Linked DNA regions of Danio rerio: region 1 is linked to region 2. The links are chromatin contacts, called in public Hi-C maps. All regions are on one chromosome and are shown on one strand. The core of a region is the stretch at or near the end of the contact, and the rest is flanking DNA. Distances in the headings are between cores, read along the strand shown.

The links. A called contact is a pair of places that touch in the nucleus more often than the background predicts.
Region 1: a Hi-C map of fibroblasts shows a contact between it and region 2, with 2.5 times the contacts expected there. The contact joins the promoter of adcy5 here to the enhancer-like site in region 2. A contact is called at or near these places in 3 of 18 Hi-C or Micro-C datasets (caudal fin, fibroblasts and an unstated tissue).

The regions. Positions count from the first base shown.
Region 1 is chr9:39,732,683-39,739,890 of GRCz12tu, forward strand. It overlaps adcy5 (adenylate cyclase 5), which reads right to left and starts at 3,724. Exons shown (of 21, transcript NM_001171585.3): 1 at 1,041-3,724. The coding sequence starts at 1,964.
Region 2 is chr9:39,655,392-39,662,737 of GRCz12tu, forward strand. All of the region lies in intron 1 of adcy5 (adenylate cyclase 5), which reads right to left. Among named protein-coding and RNA genes, the nearest start is that of adcy5, 77 kb to the right of the region's middle. Within about 2 kb of position 2,355, at least 9 of the 62 cell types and tissues checked have an H3K27ac peak or open chromatin away from gene starts, as enhancers often do.

The sequences.
Region 1 (7,208 bases), core at 2,474-4,973, 79 kb after region 2:
TAAAATACTCAATGTCTCTGTCAGTGTATTCAAACAACTATAGAGTATTGGGGCGAGTATATAGTGTATATATATATATATATATATATATATATATATATATATATATATATATATAGTAGTAAATATAGTATATTTCAATACTATATTGCCACAAGTGGCAATTTCACATCCATCACATCCATAATGGATAGACGTCAGATCCATAACCAAGCATTTTTCCTGTAATTCAAAAATCTTCAATAAAATAAAAATTTGTTTTGTTCATTAGAACAAACTCATCCTTTTGATTAGCAGTATTTGTTGGGTTGTGCAGCTCAATTTACAGAATTCCCATAAAGTAGGTGGTCTACTGTAAACTAGCAGACTTCTTTGGTCACATCCATAATCAAATGCATGTTTATTTTCCTCATTTAAAATACAAAATATGTTTACAGATTGATATTTCTTTGATCCCATAACTCTGTGATGAGTTGTTTTGGAAGACATAAACAGATGTTTCAATATAAATGTTAACATATATTTTCTATGTGGGTTCATGTTTTGAGTTAACTCCAAATCTCACATCCATAACTCTGGAATTGAGAGTGAATAAAAACAACATACAGAATCAAAGCGCTACCCATACATTTCATGACCAAAAACACTTTTTTGTTGTACTGCTAAAAAAGGTCACATCTTGGATGACCCTAGTAATGTTGTAATGTTAATTTTGATATAAAACAGCCATTAAAACAAATCTACTACACTCTATTACAAATGGAAAACACGGAGTGGAGCTGGATCAAAGGAATCACAGAACACACAGGTGAAGGTGAATGAAAGTTGCTCCTCTCCACTTACATTGTTTGGTCCAGACCCTGTTGATTCTAGCAAAACTTGATGTTTTTAGTAATTCTAGCAGGAAAGTATGCCCGTCTGACTTTCCTCGTTATTAATTTCTTTACACAAATCTCGTATGTGTAAACAGTCAGAACCGCATGGCTTCTAAAAAAAAGAGGTTAACCCAAGCAATAAAGCAATGACAGCGCTTCACTCACCTGCTTCCACAAGAAGACGTCCATGTCGTTTAACCTCCACGAGATGAGCACATGAATGGCAGACAATATAATCCCAGTGATCACCGCCGCTCTCATCCGCACCGGCAGAAGCGTGTAAATGACGTGGATGAAAAACACGGTCCACCAGATGCCTTCAGACGCGCTCCGCGGCTTGACGAACAGCACGCCGACTACCTGCACGGCCAGCACCAGCAAAATCAGCAAATAACAAACTATCCACATGTGATCCTGATGGAAGCCGTTCCTGTTGCACACCACCATCAGCGTGAGGATGAGCACGATCGCCGCGGTGAAAACCAGCACGTAGGTGAGCTGGCACATCCCTCCGGCGCAGTGGAAGCCCAGCATCACCGCGCACACCAGCACCAGCACGGCCATCAGCATCGTCAGGCTGCTCTGGTTCAGGCGGAAGAAGTAGCGCTGGTAGAGCCTCTCCAACTTCTCCGACTGGAACTTCTTGGACCTGAAAATCTGCATCACGCTGTTGCAGCACGCGCTCATGGAAAAGTTCACTTCAGGCATGAGCTCCTCCTCTGGTTTGGACTTGGTTCTCCTGTCCTCCAGACCCAGCTCCACGGATTTGGGTCTCACTTCTCCATCTCGGTACCTCGGGGACGATCGGTTGTTGTTGCGGCTCTCCTCGCCTTGTTCCTGCCAGGCGGACTTGGATCTGAAGCTAACCCGGCTGACGGTGGTCGTGGCTCGGCCCGGTTGTCGCTCGAAGTCATCGTCCTCTCTCCAGCGACTGTTGGACCGTATGAGCTTTTTGCAGGAGGATCTGGCCGAGTATGGACATCCGTTCGCCACGGACTCAGACTCGCCCCAAGCGGATCTGTGCTCCGTCCCTCCCCTCAGTCCAGGAGCGCCAGCGCCGGGTGGGCTCACGCTGTTAGATCTGGACATGATCTCGATTATCACATACAGCAAATGAACGCAGGGTGCGAATTACGCAGGGTTTCACTTCCTAATGAAGATTTTAACACGCAAGAAAGAGGATCGAAAGGGGTAGGAGTTCAGTATTCAAATAAAGTAGCCGCAAAAGTTAGTGCACTAAATCCTCTTTGCTTGTTTTAATAACAGTTTGTGTTGAACTTCTTGTCATTACTACACAAACATATCTGATAATGTTCAAATACAGGCTCCATTGAACACAATAAATTACTTGCGCGCTGTATAAATAGAAAAGTCAAGTCATGTCCCCTCATAAATAAACTTTCAACTGATATTAGCCTCATTTGTGGAGCAAGTTATAGTAAAGCCATTGCCAATTGAAGTCAGCTGGTGATTTAAACGATTAAAAGTAAACTAAAGTTATCTGTAAGGTAAGGACTGGGATAACAAAAGTGACCCGATGAGTTTGCATTCTCCTTTATTTCCTAATTAGGAGCGATGTAAAGTGGGCAAGATTATGGCAGCCAAGCCCTCTGAGATACAGAAACACGTTTTGCAAATCAAACCGCTCATATCTACATCATTATGCACACAAGGATGGCTTTGTAGAAGTAATTAAATATACAAAGTAGTCATTTGGGATGCATCCTCAGGTGGGTAAAGTATCAGAGGACGGCAGAGGGAGTAATTGTGCGCCACTTTTCAGTTCATAAAAACACAAACCTCTGGATACATTTCGAGGGGGGTTAGAGGGGCATTGGCGCCTCTAATTAAGGCTGAATAACCCAGAGGAAATTAAAACGGTTATGAAATACAGTATTTTAATTAAGGACGGCTGTATACGTTTCAAAGGTTTCAGCACTAGCTAATACAGTTCGATAATTCAGCGCATATCGTTACCTGTCGCCAAACAGTCGCGTTCGCCAGATGAGGAAACCATAACAACACGCGACCCTCGAGCGTTATGTCCACAAAACATCGTCACTTTACTATTTCTATCAAATGTGTCACAAAAACTCAAGTGTTTTAAAACTTAAGCCCTGACAACAATTGGCGTTCCCGCGAGACCAACTTCAAAAGACTGAAAAATGTAACGATTTATCAAAATTAATTCAAAACAAACCCCCCTAAATCGCTTTAAAATACTCCACCCACTCTCGAAGTCACTGTATAATTCGCACACTGCTTAAGATAGCCTTATTTCGACCGAATCATCGTGAACTGACCCCTCACCCATCACGCCAGACCTCCGCGTTTTCGTGACAGGAGCAAATAGTGTCCGCGAAAGTGTGGTTTGGCCAGAGCTGAGAGCGCGGAGCACGACTCCATGGTGCGCGCGCATTGATGCATTGATCCACGCAAGATGTACACCTGTGAATATGTGGTCGCAGCCCACTAGATGGTGATTACATGATCACGATTGCTGCGAAGACCTCAGCTTTCCGACACTCCTGCATGGCAAGTTGCGTCAACCCGAGATGACCTCACAAAGTGTCCTTTGGTGACGGAGTCTTCATTCGTGCTGTGCAGATAGGGATCTCCAGTGCTCCTGATGCAGTAGCAGCAACATCATCATCACCATCAGCGCTGGCGTCTGGATGAGGGATGAATTGTCACGCCACGAGAGCGTCAAATCCGCCCTGCTTGGTCAGAGCCGCGTGCTGGAAGTGCCGGACAGGCTGCACGTCCTTCCCCTGCGGATTCTCAACACCCAAACCCATAGAATTGATTAAGCGTTATCATCCGTTTTGGTGCTTCTTCTCTTTGTATTGCCATTCAACCAAGTATGATCTTTAGACCCCGCCTTATGCACGGTCCTATTGGCTGCTCAAGTTGCCAATCAAGTGTTCTATTGGTCAATGTGAACGTCAGTACGTGGTGATTTGGATAAGTGGGCGGGTCTACCCACACAGCTGTATGTAGGGAAGCGTGAGGGAAAAAATGTTTGTTTGTTTGTTTGCTTTTCTATTATTAGAGCAATTTAATATAACAGTAAGTAAATAACTGTTACAAATAATATGTATTTTGTCAAACACATTTCAGGAAAAATCGTAGGAATATAATGTCGTTGTTGACAATTTGCCTATGTTTAAAATCTAAATATTAAAATATCCTGCATGTTATAGTAATTTTTTCTTGTCTGGAATTACTTTGAACTAGGTGATTAAAGCTAAAGAAATGTACTAAAATCCTGCTGGAAGTTTGTTAACTTATATTGGTTTCTTAGATTCCTTGCGGACATTCTTACATAAAATGTTTATTTGTTTTTCTACTCTCAGAATAAAATAACAATTTAATATAACAGTAAGTAAATAAATGTACTAAATAACAATAATTTTGTCAAACACATTTTAGAAATAACCGTAGACATATATTGTCTTCGTCAACAATTTGCCAGAGTATAAATTTAAAATATAAAAATTTCCTGCATGTGTTAATTGTTTATTGTCTGGAATTACTTTGAACTGGGTAATAATAACTAAAACTGCACTTTAATTCATCTGTATTTCTATAGCAGTTTTACAATGTAGATTGTGTCAAAGCCGCTTAACATAGAAGGTTATAGTAAATTGAAACTGTGTAAGTTCAGTTTTCAGAGTTGAAGTTCAGTTTAGTTCAGTTGAGTCCGGTTTAATTTTCACTGCTGAAAGTCCAAATACCGAAGAGCAAAACTATCAATGTGCACACAAATCCTGTACCATGCAAGCCAGTGGCGAGTGGCGAGGAATAAACTTCAAACAAACATTAAAAAAAAATGTCAGAATAAAATTAAAATTTAATATAACAGTAAGTAAATAAATATAATAACATTTATTTTGTCAATTTTGGCAACGTATAAAATCAAAATATTCAAATATCCTGCATGTTATAGTATTGTTTCTTGTCTGGAATTACTTTGAACTGGGTAATTAAACCTAAATTTTTGTACTAAAATCCTGCTGAAGTTTGTTATCTTATATTGGTGTCTTAGAATTCTTGTGAACATTCTCACATAAAAAAAATGTTTATTTGTTTGTGTGTTTGTTTGTTTTTCTATTCTCATAATAAAACAAAAGTTAAATATAACAGTAAGTAAATACATGTAATAAATAACATTTATTTTGTCAAACACATTTAAGGAATAATAGTAGACATATAATGTCATTGTTGACAATTTGGCAGAGTATAAAGTCAAAATGTTAAAATATCCTGCATGTGATGGGAATTGTTTCTTGTCTGGAATTACAGTACTTTGAACTTGGTAATAATAACTACAAATTGCACTATAACCCTGCTGGAAGTTCAATATCAGACATTTGTTTCTTAAAATCCTTGTGGACATTCTCACATGAAGAATGTTTGTTTGTTTGTTTGTTTGTTTGTTTTTCTACACTCAGAATGAAACAAAAAATATTTTAAACAGGAAGTAAATTAATGTAATAAATAACATTTATTTTGTCAAACGCATTTCAGGAATAATAGTAGGCCTATAATGTCGTCAAGGATTTGGCAACGTACAAGATCAAAATATTAAAATACCCTAGATGTTATAGTAATTGTTTCTTGTCTGGAATTACGTTGAACTGGGTAATTAAAAAAAATTGAACTAAAATCCTGCTGGAAGTTTGTTATATTATATTGGTTTCTTAGAATCCTTGTGGACATTCTCACATGAAGAAGTTGTAGTCTTTTACTGGAAATACTGTAGTGATTTTGAACCATACTAGAGTAAAGTGTATAAAACTGTATATTATGGTATTTGTGGGTTCATTTTGCTGCGGCGACCCCTGATGAATAAAGGGAATAAGCCGAAAGAAAATTAATTAATATTATGGTATATTTACAACATTTTGTTATTGAATTTTACAGCATATTGTAGTGTTAACAAACTATTTAACTACTGCTAACTGTGGTGTTTTGTAGTATAATAAAGTTCCTTTGATATATTCATAATATTCTTTGAGTATAATATACCCTAATTGTAGAAAATATCTGTTGCTTGTTTATAGAATTATCACAGCACATCAATTCAATATGGTTCAAAAACAATGTACTATTTACTATATATTATTACTTTAGTATTTTTTCATGAGGGTTGTGATTATTTTTTTAATTATCTCCCTATCCAGTGGGATCTCACTTGATTTTTAGAATCTTATTTAGGACATTGTGATGTTTTTAAAAAATTTAATTATTTTATCATAATTAATCATAATTGATTTATAATCTTATTCTAATGCTTAATCTAATTCTAGTATAAAAAGAAATCATAATAATTAAAGAAATCATGCTGCAAACATCAATATTTGTATTGTTAAAGGTTAATTCAGCACAGTTGTGATGAAAAATTTTCACAAGATAAAGTAAACATATTTATAAAATCATGTTTAGGATTTTGAAAAGTGTCACAATGAATTCCGGACCTGAATAGGAACCCATTTTGCTCCCAAAAAAAATCCTGTAGATTGAATCCTATAGTAATGGCTCCAAAACGTTTTACAGAAAACATCATGCTTTATGATGATATATGATGACTGAGAAATGTAGTTTATATGTGTGTATTGACAAGACTGAGTCTTTTCAGCTGAGACTTTTGCAGTTGTTTATCATCCCGTTGAGACTTCTTTATTTATATATTTCAAACACAGGATCTTATCAAGGCGATAGCTGTGTGAAGAGAATTAAACTTTTCTGTCACAGTCTGAAAGGACAAAAGATCTCGCTGTTTGCAGTCAACAGAGTCATGCCTCCCCTGCTTTTTTCATCATAGGTCTCATGACTCCCTGCTTAAAACAGATGAAATGCTGAGATACAAACCCTGAGGAAATTCGCTTTTAGGCTTTGTTTTTTTCACACTTTTTTAACGCTCAACAGAATCTCGTTCTTTCAGGTCTTGTTGTTTTCAGGTTCAAATGATCAATTCCAAAATAGTCAAATCTGTCTTTAAATTGTATAATTTAACAATGTCATTTCAATGTAAGGATATTATAGATAAGACAGCAGGCTTTATACAACTGTTTTATACTAGAAAGCTTATTTTATACCACTGTGTTATTTCAGCTTAACCAACTTTTCTAAATAACAAATAAAACTGCAAAGAAATGTATAGTTCCAATGACAATAAAATATTTGTCTACTTATTTACAAGTATATATTTGTTTTTTATTTAAAGGAATGGTTATTTTATGAAAAAACTTGAATGTATTTGACACAAGAGGATGACAGTATTTTTCATATGGCTGAGCTGTGGTTTTTGGCAAATGTATTAGCCTATTC
Region 2 (7,346 bases), core at 1,105-3,604:
TATTTTGGATTAAATGGTTGGCTTTGTTTAGTAATATGGATGAACCAATCCTTATATATTTCAAATATGACTGAAAAAGTCTGAAATAACAATGAGTGTGACATAAAATATGGTTTTATACGAGTTATATATTAAAAAAGTGTAATCAAAATGTTTAGAACAAGCAGGTAGAAGGTCAATAAAGCTTAAATACCTAACACTTCTTTTATATGTTTTTGAAAAAGCCAGTGATGTCAAATGAAACAAATACAGACACATAAGCAAATTTTCTTTTGAAAGATGGCTAACTCAGTGATTAGAAAATGGAAAAAGCCTTGGTTACTTCAAGTGGAAAAAGGACAATCAATACTGATTAAAGTCTGTCTGTGTGTGTAAAAACCTGCACTCAAGGTAAAACCACTATTAAGGTAAAATAACAAAAAAATAAATACAGCTTTAATTTTTGAATTTTAATTCTGATCAAATCTATCCAACTCTCATGCCGAGTTCAGACTGCTTGATTGTAGCCCCATTTTGACTCGCCGAAAAGTTGAGAAATTGCAGACAAATGCCCGAAATCACAGGCAAATCGGTGCTCGTTCACATGAGTAACAAATCTCACAGTGTGAACTGTCAAAGACGCGATCTGAGAGAATCACCAATGAGTCTCCGACGCTTGTGAGATATTTGGCATGCTAAATATCTGGAGCTGTCAGCAGTTTAAATCATGCAGTGTGAAATGTGTTCTGATTGAAAATAACATCTGCGATTACCTACAGCCAACGAGAGAGCAGCATCCACTAGTATAGGTATCTGCAGGCCAGCGAGAGGTTAGGGAATAAGTTAAAAGGGCTTCTTTTCAGACAAATTGGACACAAGAAATAGAGGAAAAACTAGTGATTTGGCAAGAGCAGCCGTGCCTGTTTGACATGTCATCTGAGCAATAACACAACTGGGTCGAAAAAAAAAAAAAAGGTTGAGGAGAAATGAATAATTCCCTTCAAAGGCCAGGTGAGCAAAAGAAGTACATTTCTCACTGCACTGAAGGCTTCTTACTCATTATGTAGGTAATATCAAAAGATATAGCTTGCTGTCGACTGAATGACTGACCGGCTGACCCAACCACCCCCTTCCCAAAACCAAACTGATAATGTTTTCAAAAGCGATCTAGGAAAAGAAAAGCCGCCATGGCCGCATGATTTCACCATGTTTTCAGCCTGTTGTTTTTATTCACTTATTTTTTGCTTTTGTTTCACCTGGTTTCTGGAACTGTACTTCGTGTCCCAAGTCTGCCGACATATGCGGCGAGCTACTGGGCAAACTGATAACACCAGAAAAGCCATCCATACAGAGATAAGCTGTGGGTAGAGCTAAATGAACAAAAGCCATTAGCAGCATCATACCTGCAGTGTTCGTTTTAAACACGAAATACAGCCAGACGTACCTCTGGGTACATAATTCGCGATCTCCAGAAATGTAGACAGGGTACATATCCACAATGAGGCTGTGTTGTTAATAAATGATGTGTTCAGCATTATGCTCCACCGCTATTTCAAATATGGCGTTCAAAACACCATCAGCCCCTGAAGCAAGTGGTTCTTCCTGCATAGCAATGTTTTGTGCTACTTAAGCGCCACTTTTCCTTGTTCAGATCTGTCAGACTGTCGAAAGAAAAAAAATTATTTAAAACTTGGCTCTGGTTAAAAACCAGCACTTGAACTGATTTGGTGGAAAAGTAGTAAATGAGTAATGACTAAGACTGGCCCTGAAAACGATTGAAACTCACTGTGAAATTAAAATGTACAATGTTTATTTTGTAAGCACTCATTGTTATTCTTCAGGTAAACAATTAATCTGTGCAAGTTATTAACTGAAAAAGAGTGTTTGGCCATCTTCAAAGTCTGAGCATGCTTTGCATTTGGAGTGTTGGTGATTTTATGTTGACGTCAGTTTGACGGCTTCAGCTACAATATTCTTAACCACACCACACTCTTACCATTAGTTTACTATGAGGGAATGATGCACAGAATGGAAGCCCCGTTCCCAACTAAAACGAAAAATTGAGTTGAAGTACATCAACGTCATTAAATAAAAGTCTCAGCTACTTCCGTTTCCTGTGGTTTTTAATACTCTGTTAATTTCTACAGATTACATGTGTAAATTTAGCACTACAGCAGCTGCACTGTTGGTTGTCTGCAGCAGTGAATGCAGAGGCTTTTCATCAGTGGCATGGAAACGTGTACACACACACACACACACACACACACACACATGCTGCGATGCAAATATTTCTGAGCAATAATGCACTCTATTAATACACTCCCATTTCACATTTCGTAATGTCCTTTTTAGGAAGCTGGTGGAATCCCTGTGTCACAGAGTGGGAGGGAATGTACAATAGTGCTTCTCTCGGCTGTAAGAATGCGGGGGATCCAACAGCTAGCACAGCAGCGAAAAAAAGAACTAGGATGTCTTTGTTTTTAGAGGATTAATGCATGCATCGCACTTCTCAAATGAGCCTTTTGTGCTTCATCTCATGTGTTATTCATGATGAGGACTAATGCAACCTGCTGAATTTGTTGGACATAATGAAGCTAGCGGAGAGGAGGATGGGTCAGTCATTGGCCCTCTGGGAAGCCAATCACTCACTCACTCACTCACTGTCAAGGGCTGCCAGTGCAGCAAACCTGAAGCCAGATGCAAACCCTATGAATAAGAACAGCTGGCGGCTCTGTTAGCCAAGAATCTGAAACTGTAGTCTTGCAGAGGAGTGTGAATGAGATAACAAGTGACGGCTTAAAATACTTGGGTGACTATATATGATATGATACTGTATGGGTTATTGAGTTTGACTTTTGGCCTAAAGTTTATATCTGCTAAAACACAAAGAGATCATCAATGTCATATCAATTCATTTCAAGTACACTAAACTAGCATACTTTGCAGCAACTCAGTAATAACAAACAACTAACTATGGTCTTGAAGAGCGATGTGAACGAGAAAACAAGTGAAAGTCTATACCTGCTCAGACTCAAAGATATCACCAGTGTCAATTCAACTTATTTCAAGTACACTCAATGCCACTAACCTGGCATACTTTGCAGCAACTCAATAATAACAAGTGTTGTCACGATACTGAAATTTCTAACATCGATACAATACCTTGAAAAATATCGATATTTGATATCATTTGCAAAGAAACCAATAGGATACCATACATATTGAACTGCATGAACTGAGTGAGATTGTGTTAGCCAATTTACTTGAGAGATTCAAAAAATAAAAGACATTTTAGGGACAACACGTATATCGGCAGCGCTTAAAGCATTATTGATATTGAAACCGTCTTGAAACTGGACCAAACCAAGGTCATATCATTTTAAATATTCCAATATCAATACTTTTCAGAATATCAATATTTTTGACAACACTACAAGTAACTCTCTCTAGATTTAAAATAAACTGGTAAGGCATGTCCCATTCACAACTCCCAAATGAGGCATTGTTGGAATAATTACAGTTTTGGTTAATACTATTCACTGATTTTTATTTAATGATTTTTTTTTTAAGGAAAGTTGTATATACTTGTATACATACACAGTTTTAAGCTTGTGCCACTAAGTGATCTAGAAGTTAAATCTTAAATATTTTTGGGATAAGTATGTCGAGAAATGTTTAACACAGATTTTCAACATTATAGCTCACTGAATTTGGATACATATTTACAAATTATGATTACATTTGAGTTTGTTATATTAAGCGCTATCCAAACATAAGTCCATATATTCCTTGAAAAAAATTAAAGTTGAGTGTTTACTTGTTTGTTTGGCTGACTTTTCACACACTCTGGTTATGTAATCAAATATGCATAAATAACAATGCGCGCATATGAACCTAACATGGGAGGAGAGTTCATACTACAGCCTCCTTTACTTCTTACACTACAAAATATGCTGGCTTGTTCGCGTCATATATGGACAAATCCAGCATCTACAGTTAAAATGTGTCATTTATTTTTTGATTGAAAGACTTAACCCAATGTTGGGTTCAATGTTATCTTTATTTGACCCAACATTGGATTAAAACAAGCAGGCATTTTTTTACATGAATCAATCCTCCTGGTTGCCAGCTGATGTACATTATGCTTACTGTAAAAAGACAGAAAAATGGCATGCACTGCAAAACCAAAGGTGGATATAATACACACTACAAAATATGTAAACCATGAACATGAAACAGACTCGAAGAATTTGAATCAAAACAGCATCCTATACAGTATATGACATTTACTTGCTGCAATCTTATCCACATAATAGGATGATGAAGCTCAACAGAAGTGAATTCTCTGAAAAAAACTGGATGTTTCAACTGCACTACTGCAGCAGTAATGGTAAATATGAAGCTCAAGCTGGCCCTTGAGGACAAACACAAACTAATGGATAGCTCTGGCTCAGCTACTCAACTCTACTCTGTTAAATAGAAAAGAAAACAGGTGAAATTGATCAATAACTTGCAGGTTGTAGCACCCGCATACTGTACAGAACACATTTAATGCTTGAAAGTAATAGTAGGAGGTCGTATCCATCACAATGTTTTACTAATGCAGCTGTACCTGGATTCACTCACATCATAAACACATCCCTTAACTGGATGTTATTTTACATAGCATTTAAGCAGGCTTACCCTATTGATTTAACAACCTATTCTAAATCCAGCACTTTTAGAAACAAACCACTGAATCTGCACCCATTTACCTATATTCAATACTTCTGTGTCTTCCAGAATATTCTGCAAGTGAGCAGCACTTTGTGGTGCTAAGCCAAAAAGGAACAAAATTACTTTCAATCAATTTCACTTTTATTGATCCAAGCTGGTTGAAAGACTCGGCCAAGTCAACCCAAGCAGCTGAATCTTTTACAGCAAAACTTATCTTTTTCCTCAGCACCTGTCCCTCTATCACTAGCACCTCATATTTTAACTATTTTCCAACTACTTATTTTGTTTCTTATTTATTTCGAAGAAAAAAAAAACTGTGATGTTTTCCATGCTATAACAACTGTGGTTTGTCACTAACCAAATACTGTACATACTGTGGCAATTTGTTGATTTGATTTGCTTCTATTTTGCCTAATTTGTAAATATCATCTGAAAATACATACAGGTAAAATGTAAATTAACAAGTGATACGTGGACAGTGTTGTCTGAGTTGGTGTGGAGACAGTGACTAATTTGCATATTCATGGCATTGCTGAATACTAAATGATATTATGCCATTTTAAAATTGGCCTGCAAAAAAATTTAATAAAAAAATAAAAAAATAAATAAATTCACAATTTATCAAAAACTGCAATTATCATGCATATCCTGCCAGGATCAGTTGTAAATCTTCTACGAAGGCCAGACAACATTATCAAACTGAGGCTTTAAATGCTTTTATTAATTTAACATGACTAATAAGCTACAGAATCATCTGACAGAAGGATTTAACTCAGACACTCGACTGAATTTATGAGGTTATTTTGAAGTAAAAACACTATTAAATGTGGTATTTTCACATACTTTCAGTAGTACAGTAGCTGCAATACAGAACTGTAAATCACTATGAAGCGACGCAAACAGTTATTAAACTGCTGGAGATTTACAGCTTATTTCAAAACCAGCTTTACTGACAAATTTCATATGAAAACTCCCTTCGATTAACCATGCAGCCCTTATTAAAAAAAATTATTCCAACCCAGGCTCATTTTGAAAATGTACCACTATATATATTTCTGGAGAGTGCCAAATGTGTCCCAGGAGCTATGTTTTTATTTTATTTTTTTGCAGTTTTTGTTTTCACAAATCCACCAGAGGCCGCTGTGTACACAGATCTCAAATTTCTCTCACGAGTGCCATTTGTGCCTGCTGTTCTCACGTAAATCCGCCAGAGGCCGCAGTTGACCGACTGACTGACCACCCTCCTCCTTTCCTGAACCCAACCAACAGTGTTTTCAAAAGCACCGATTGACCCCGCCCACCTACTTTCCTAAACCCAACCGACAGTTTTAAAAACCAATTCAGAAAAAGAAACACCTTTGCTTGATTTTTAACACATTTTCATATTGAACCACATCCTCATCCTGACTCGCACCCTGCCGTCGTGGTCAACTTCTCTCTGTCTCAAGTCTGCAGACATACATGCCAAGCTAACTGGACAAACTGGTAACAGCGGGAAAGCAGTCCATATACGGAGGCAAGCGGTCAGCTGGTAAGCGCTAAAAGGAATGGCGTCATTCTACCCAATAGCAATCATTTTAATGATGAAATGCAGATATACGTATTTCAGGCAACAAAATTCTCAATCTATAGATGTACTGTATATGTAAAGAGCTACGTTTTCAGAATGAGCCCATGTTGGATAGTTTACTCAAAAACAAATATTTCTATCAGAATCAGAAAGAGCTTTATTGCCAGGTATGTTCGCACATACAAGGAATTTGTTTTTGTGACAGAGCTTCTACAGTGCGACAAAATTACAGAGACAGGACAATAAACATAATAAATATATAAAAAAGCAGTAAGTAGTGAATGCAAATATACAAATTGACAAGTGTATGTAGAGCTATATTACTATATACAATGTTATATGTGCAGCTGTTATGTGCAATTTGGCATGTGAAGTGTGTTGTTGAATAAGTGAATATGTGTATAAAGTGTATGGCAAGTAGTGATGTTTGTTCCACAATTATTATAATCAAGTGTTCATGAGATTGATTGACTGAGGGAAGAAACTGTTTCTGTGTCGGGCTGTTCTGGTGCGCAGTGCTCTGTAGCATCGACCAGAAGGCAACAGTTCAAAGAGGCAGTGTGCTGGGTGTGAGAGGTCCAGAGTGATTTTGGAAGCCCTTCTGCTCGCTCTGGATAAGTACAGATCTTGGATAGTAGGGAGGGTTGTACCGATGATTCGCTCAGCAGTCCGAACTATTCAACATAGTCTTTGGAGGCTGGATTTGGTAGCTGAGCTAAACCAGACAGTTATTGATGTGCAGATGACTGATTCAGTGATGGATGTATAGAACTGTTTCAGCAGCTTCTTTGAGGGTTGAAATTCCTCAGCTGACGAAGAAAGTACATCCTCTGTTGAGCTTTTTTGACAACGGATTCAATGTGAGTGTCCCACTTCAGGTCCTGAGAGATGATAGTGCCCAGGAACCTAAATGACTCCACTGCTCCCACAATGCTGTTCATGATGCTCAGTGGTAGGAGAGCAGGGGGGGTTTCTCCTGAAGTTCACTATCATATCCACTGTTTTGAGTGTGTTGAGCTCCAAGTTGTTGTGACTGCACCAGACAGCCAACTCCTTAACCTCCTGTCTGTAAGCAGAGTCA